Linked DNA regions of Drosophila melanogaster: region 1 is linked to region 2. Evidence: chromatin contacts called from public Hi-C data. All regions are on one chromosome and are shown on one strand. The core of a region is the stretch at or near the end of the contact, and the rest is flanking DNA. Distances in the headings are between cores, read along the strand shown. Region 1 holds the start of CG5906. Region 2 holds the start of Gcat (Glycine C-acetyltransferase).

Region 1 (3,572 bases), core at 475-2,974, 70 kb after region 2:
TCCTTTAATTCATCCACTGTGGAACGAGAAATGACATCTCGTTGCGCCTGGCAATTCGGTAGCCAAAAGGACACGAGGAGACCAAAAGGGATAATGGCATAAAATCCAACAAAATGAAAAGAAAGCGGCAAATCATGTTAAGAGATTTAAATTGGATTAGTCGACATGTGTGTGTGAGTGGATGTTAGTCTCTATCCTTGGTGGTGTCAACTGGCGGTGGCCGTGAAGCCCGCTTCTGCGCCCCCTGGATGTGGATATCCTGGCACGGTCGGCACTCGCTCATCTTGACATCAATTTTGTCACTTGATTTCCCTTTCTTTTCGGCATTTTTTTTATTCGTGCCCGCCCGTCCTGGGTTTTTATTTATTTTGTATGCTTGACACAATTCTACGTCGAGGACTTACGGCTCGAGTGTCTCCCTGGTCCTTGATGCCATTCACCCAGAATTCCGCCCAGAATCTGCTCCTTCGCAGTCACCCCGCAAAAAAAGTTCCGCCCACGTTCTGCATTTGACAAGGAGTCATCCTTCCCCGAATCGGGCGGTCACCTTTCATCCTCGGGAAACAGGAGGACGACCAGCTTGACATCCGGAGACATGGCGTCAGGTTGAGCCGTCGTCACAATTAGAATAACATTTTATAATATCTGGACAATTACAATAAATTACTTTCAGATCTTAACGCCAACGACCTGGTAATTGAGCAATAACTGGAAAAATGTATTGAAGGAGCATGAATATTTTCAATAAAAAGCAACTATTTTTATTTTTTAAGAATGTTTTTAACTGTAGGAGTAATCCGTTCTACATGGAAATTTGCTTTAAAAATATTTGCTAACACAGCCGGCAACTTTAAGGAATAAAGATTTTGAATTTTTCTACTTTGCTGATTTTCTTCAAAGAAGAATTTTATTTAAGGACACCCAAAATTTTAGTTCCAGGATCTAAGGCATTGGAATGACATTTTTCAGGACCTGCTATTGTATGATTTGCAGTGGCAGTCCAGAACAGTAGACAACCATATTAAGACCATTAGATTTGAGCTATATTCCAAATATTTTTCTCCATTTACGAATTATCTTTTGGCTCCGGCTTCTTACGATACTTAACTTGAGACGTATAGATATCGTAGCCCAAACTGATGGTGTTGTCATAGAATACCCTGTATTGCGGCTTGATCAGCAGAAAGTTGATGAACTGTGCCAATGGCCACACGGTCCACTCAGCAGCGTACAGTACTAAGGCCTTCTCCCTAATCTCCTGCTCCAGCTCCTCCCACGTATTGTCCTCCAGAATGGCCATTGTGAGAAAGAATACGGCGATGTAAAAGGGTGAGCAGATGAACTGGTCCAGCAAAATCTTGACTACAACCACCTTATAGGTGCGCTTCGGAAACAAGTAGTCCAGATGTTGGTACCAATAGTGGCACACCAGGCCCACCGTCAACCCGGATATGCCCATCCTAATGGTACGCGTTCGGTTCCAATCCGGAAGCTCTCCTATGAGGCGCTCATAGGACTGCTCCATGGTATCGCCCACCATGCTCAGGCCCACAGAGATCCCGATGTTGGTAAATAGGAGATACTTTGGGCTGAAGGCTATCTGATGAAACCGGTCCATGGCATTCGTCATTCGCCTCCATAGCACTCGTAGAGCCATCTAGGATCCCCTGTTCCTGGTGGTGCCTCCCCCTATTCTAATCATCTTGACACATTTCTCTAAGAAACTCGAATAACTATTTAGAAGTGTGTTTCGGCTTATAAATTTCATACTGGGTGGAATCAAAGCAGCTGATAACTAGATCCTATAAATCATAATAGATATTTAATTGGTCTTATAAATGTTTTCATTTTAATAAATACATTATCCTTTATTTATTTCTAATGTTTTATATCTTAATGCTTATCAAAGATATTTGAAACGAGTTTCACGCCACGTTAGCAAGAATTCTGCAACCACCCTCGAAATTCCAATCAAAGTTTTAATCAAAATGCCGCAGGAATGCCCTTATATATTTGTTAAAGATAATGGCGAAACCGCCACTAGAAATTATTCTCTACAAAACAAAAGGATTCGAAAAGGATAAAGGGAATTTGGCATTTAGCTGCGAAAACAAAACACAAACAGGCAATGAAATCAATTTGGCGCCAGCAACACGAAATGAGTTTTCGCAGGATTTGTTGAGGTAGCCAAAGCGGGCTCCAACTTGTATCTAACGCCTGAGCAGAGGACCGCCAACCGCCGTTGAAAGGACCCAAAAGGGTTGCCCGCCCACACGCACCGAAGACACACAACAAAAAAAAAAAAAAGGAATCGCTTTGCTCGGCATTCAAATGAGGCCTTCTCTCCGCTCGATAATCCCCAGCCCACATGTTGCTCCGCCGCATCACCAGCATCCTCCCTACTTTAGGGGTTTGAGTGTTTTGGGGTCTTGACGCCTCCGGCGGGCAATTTTTTGCCATCCCGGGTGTCGGTGAGTTAATACTGCCAAATCATTTGCACGCGATTCCCAACCGCAGAATCCAAATGCAACCCCTTTGCGCCCCTTGGGGAAATCATATGTGCCAACCCTTCGTTCCCCCCATGACACGCTTTTGTGGGCCAGTGAATTGAAAAATATTTACGGCCTTCTACGATCTACGCTAAAATCCAATTTTATTTTTATATTCCGTCGAAATCCGCCATAAAACCGTGTTCCACCAACGCGCCTGCCCCGTTTTCAGTTCCCCGTTTCCGATTGTCGATTCAACCGTAAATTCAGCTTTTGCAGTTTTTGGGTTTTGTTTGCTGGGTGTTCGGGGTTTTCTAAAATTCCTCCCATATCAAATGATTCTGACAGCACCGGAGGTCGTGGGGTTTAGGCATTTGTTTCATTAGCACCACGATACACAGATGTATCTACTGTTTTCCCACCAGTCGCTGCACTATTTGCCGTCGTTTAATATTCGCATTTTGGAAAATGCCAGAAAATGGCACAAACCAACAGAATTTAAAATAATAAACGTTAATGCGCAATCGAAAATAATCAACAAAAACGTGTCAGTGTAAATTTGTTGAGAAATAATTGGGATAGATAATTGGCAGAACAATTTTTTCGTTCATTTTCAAACGAAAAGCTTTTCATAAATCCCTTTTTCAATAGAATTCAACGCATTTACATTTTTAATCCCATTTAATATTCATTAGTTCATTTCATTATTCATTTTACAAAGAGTACTTTCTACATTCTATATCTAATTTTCCTATCACAGTCCCAAAATGTGTAACTCGCAAGGGGTCGACAACAATAAACGCTGATTCGGTTAGAATCCTTCGCAGGACCTGCCGTACAAAAGCCTTCTAGGTCTAATTCATTGTGCAAATGTAATGGGCTTGCAGCGCTCGGCTATTTACATACTGGCACTTCCAACCCGTAACCCGTAACTTTTGGGAGCACCGGAGAGATATGGAGATGCTATATTGTGTCGCCTGTCCCCAGCTCCATGGACACATGAGTACGTCTAGCTGGATGGTAGCCAGGCTCCTGAAGCGTGGCAAAAAGCTACAAAAAAAAACACAAAAAATGAAGAAGGAA
Region 2 (3,990 bases), core at 1,278-3,777:
ACCGCCGTCCGCCCACGGGCCGTCTGCCGGCAAAGAAGCCAGCTTCGGCGTATCCCAAAGCTCGCGGCCTGGTCAACAAATAATCACAAACGATTTTAATCGAATTGAATTGCATCTAACCATTGTCGTGCAAACACAACACTAACCAAAGTATTTCATAGTCATCGCAATATGTACACCTCGGTACTTTTAGCCCAATCTACTCACATTTCACGCTTTGTAAAAGTTTCCTTTTGTTTTAAGTCATCTCATGCACTGGCCCTAGAATTATAAAGATTTTTTATTAATTCCACTTTAGTTAATGCCATATGCCTTGAGTGACTTGGCCAGTCGACCCCAACACGCTTCCTTAATTATTTTTATGTTTATTTGTTACTCGACTCGAATTATTGTTATTGATTTAAATGCAAACATACGTACGTTTTGTGTTCGATTAAGTGCAATCCAAGCTTGAGTTAAATCCAGCTGCAACTGTCTATTATTTACTTAGTAAATGATTTTTAGTTAATATTATAAACCAAATAAAGCAACTCCGTAAACACAAAAACACCTCTGAGTTAATTTGTTTTTGGGGATTGGAAAACTCATGATGAATAAGTACTACTACAACGTTTGTAGATAAATGCAGTTTCGTTTAATATAAATGCAATATTCAAAATACTGGACTCCATTTGATTTCCATTTTTCACTTGATTACTTTCAGAGAGCGACCGACTTCAATGAATGCATTAATTGCCCGATCGATTTCGGCTTCCGTGTGGGCAGCGGAGATTTGAACACGGATGCGTGCCTTTCCCTGAGGAACCACCGGATAGCTAAATCCGATGACATAGATGCCACGGGCTGAAATTTAATATTAGTTAAATATATATGTAGATAAAGGGATGATTAAGATTTCAACTAACTTAGCATCTCATCGGCAAACTGGGAGGCAAGACGAGCGTCACCTAGCATAACGGGGCAGATGGGATGGTTCTCGCCGGCTATGGTGAATCCAGCCTTTGTCATGGCCTGCCTAAAGCGTTGCGTGTTGCTCTGGACGCGCTGGGTGAGCTCGCTGGATTGGAGGAGCATGTCCATTACCTTCAGACCAACGGCCACAACAGCTGGCGGCAGAGTGTTGGAGAAGAGATACGGCCGGGATTTCTGGCGCAGGAACGAGATTAGCTCGGCGGGTCCAGTGGTGTATCCACCGGAAGCACCACCCAAAGCCTTGCCCAGTGTGGAGTTTATGATGTCCACCTCACCCATGACATTGTCATACTCCTCGGTGCCACGTCCAGTGGCGCCAAAAAAGCCCGTAGCATGACACTCGTCCACAAACACCAGGGCATTGTATTTCCTAGCCAGTTCAACGATTCGGGCCAGTGGTGCGATGTTGCCATCCATGGAAAAAACACCATCGGTGGCGATCAGCTTGAGGCGAGCATCGCTGGCCTTTAGCTGCTCCTCCAAGTCGCCCAGGTCCCGGTGCCTATAGCGCTGTTTCTTCGCCTTGCACAGACGGATGCCGTCAATGATGGATGCGTGATTTAGTTCATCGGAGAAGACCGCATCCTCCGGTGTGAGGATGGCCTCAAAGATACCGGCATTGGCGTCGAAACAGGAGGCGTACAGAATGGTATCCTCGCGCCCATGGAACTGGGCTATCTTCTTTTCCAGCTGCTTGTGTATATCCTGCGTGCCGCAAATGAACCGCACTGAGCTCAGACCAGCGCCATACTGCTCCAACAGCTTCTGGCTGTGCTCCACGATCTCCGGATTGTTCTGGTGGTGTTAGAGAAAGCTTGTAGGTGGACATCACTGGGATCGCAACAAGTTCACTTACCGCCAGTCCTAAGTAGTTGTTGGCGCAAAAGTTGAGTATCTTTTTATCGCTACCTTGCACGGTTATCTGAGTGCTCTGCGAAGATGTGATGATTCGCTCTGCTTTAAAGGTGCCTGCATCCTTAATCCCGGCCAGCTGGGTGCCCAGGATCTCCCTCAGCTGAGCCTGAGCCGCTGCGCTATAGTGGCGTCCTCCCACTGCGAATGAGTACGAAAATATATAGTCTTATTCTAGCAATTTATTTGGCTATTTAAAAGATTTTGTAGTATAATTAAGACACATATTTATATGTATTTAAAGAGAATTTGTCAAATTTTTTCACGTTACTTGTTACTTTAAATTATGTAAATATTTAAAAATTTCAAGGTGTTCAGAAATAGAAATGCACATGTTTCATACACATAGAGTAGATATATTTCCTATTTTCTTATCTATAAAGCGTTATTTTTTTTTCAAATTAAAGAAAATATAATTATAAATATTTGTTATTTGAAAAGTCATTTAGAAATAACCATATGGCATGACAAGAGCTTCATATATACGCTATACAGTCTTACCCCCACGAAAGAGCAGTGATTTGGAGAAAATTGACATATTTTCACTGATTTTTCCTACACTTTTCTATTCGCGAAAATGTATTTCTGGCTGACTGGTGTCCAGATCCGCTCGACGACTCGACTCGCTCTTGACTGAATAATAGCAACCAGGCGACGTGGACGGGCATGGAAACTAGTCTCCCTAGTTGGGGGCTCGAACTGCAAGCAGCTGATTTTTGTTTTCCACTTATAAATAGTACATATGTATGCCTATATATATATGTACATATTTACCTCCCTCACTAGCAAATACATGCCGGCTGGCTTTCATTTAACTAAATTGATTTAATTTACTTTCACTCTTGTTGTCATGGCGCGCCTTTTAAATAGCATAAACACAATGTGGATACTTAGGCGCAAATGTATCTGATATTGCAAATTGCTTCCAAGGTCATGAGCTTCGACTAAATTTAAGACGAATCTAATTCAAAGATTAGCTGCTAATAGTGAGCGAAGCTGATAGTGTAATGCTTATTGCAATCACTTTTACGAATGAAATAAATAAAAACAAAAAATAGTTTTATAACTCTTGATATTATATTTTGATATTATAAAGAAAAATCTTTTGAGTATTATCTTAAGTCGAACTTTAGAGTACATTTATCAATAATTATATGCACGAAAATTGAATTTTGGACTTAAATTCAAATGCAGTTGTAAAAACATTTTTTTAAATTATATAAATAAATTCAAAATAAAATAGGAAAGATGCAAGGTTCTACCGAGATTTGAACTCGGATCGCTGGATTCAAAGTCCAGAGTGCTAACCATTACACCATAGAACCTCTAACAATTCTTTGTCCAAATAAGCCTATAAAAATCATATAATGGAAACATGTTAAACAAAAAGTTGTTAAAATTCGTGCTTCGAAAAACGATGGTTATCAGTTTAATGTAATCTGAAACGGGCTAAGGTCAATATAATTAGATGGAAGTGTCAGCAGAGGTTGCTAGATGTTTGGTTGCTATACCAGATTAAATATTATTTGAAATATTTATGTATTAATTATTTGTAATACTTAATTAAGAAATAAAAAATAATGAGCTCCAGAAATTAATGGCATTTGTTTTTCATCAACGAAATGTTTTATATTTCGTTCTAGCACCCTAGTAGAGTAAGAGGTATCTGATAGTCGAGTTTTGAGCTCTCTCTTGTTACAGTCGAGATCAAAAAGTAATATTTTCATATATATATTGGAATAGCTTTTTATTCACAAGCGCATCGAAATACATGAGTAATTAAAATGTATTATATTCGATTAGTTATAACCTGTTTATTATCGGTGATCATGAAACGAAGCATTTTCTGAAATAAATCTGAAAGACTTTAGCCAATTTCTATTATATCCATCCTAAATCCCAATCCATCAAAGTTTTGAGATTTTTTAGCAACTATAATAACGTTATTTTTGGCTATGGTAAACATATCTGGAATTCTTGATCCACATATTGCTTTCACAAGTCTTTGGTCGTCAACAACGCTGTCATAAAATCGCACATTATCCAGATCACAATTGCTCTCCGAGCCCATGTTGAATTCTATAAGTTAAGCAATTAGTACTGCAA

What was found. A called contact is a pair of places that touch in the nucleus more often than the background predicts.
Region 1: a contact with region 2 is called in a Hi-C map of the S2 cell line, with 2.9 times the contacts expected there. A contact is called at or near these places in 7 of 107 Hi-C or Micro-C datasets (the D17-c3 cell line, the ML-DmBG3-c2 cell line, the S2 cell line and 1 more).

Annotation. Positions count from the first base shown.
Region 1 is chr3L:11,869,581-11,873,152 of dm6, forward strand. CG5906 reads right to left here and starts at 1,725. Exons shown (of 1, transcript NM_140261.2): 1 at 877-1,725. The coding sequence starts at 1,657. The coding sequence ends at 1,067. The region is part of intron 2 of CG44837; the gene reads right to left.
Region 2 is chr3L:11,798,334-11,802,323 of dm6, forward strand. It overlaps Gcat (Glycine C-acetyltransferase), which reads right to left and starts at 2,528. Exons shown (of 4, transcript NM_140252.2): 1 at 2,386-2,528; 2 at 1,829-2,025; 3 at 906-1,767; 4 at 615-843. The coding sequence starts at 2,422. The coding sequence ends at 686. Cubn2 (Cubilin 2) reads right to left here. Exons shown (of 17, transcript NM_168477.3): 17 at 3,618-3,963. The coding sequence ends at 3,752. tRNA:Gln-TTG-1-1 (transfer RNA:Glutamine-TTG 1-1) reads right to left here and starts at 3,209; the gene lies at 3,138-3,209. Klp68D (Kinesin-like protein at 68D) reads left to right here. Exons shown (of 3, transcript NM_079305.3): 3 at 1-542. The coding sequence ends at 83.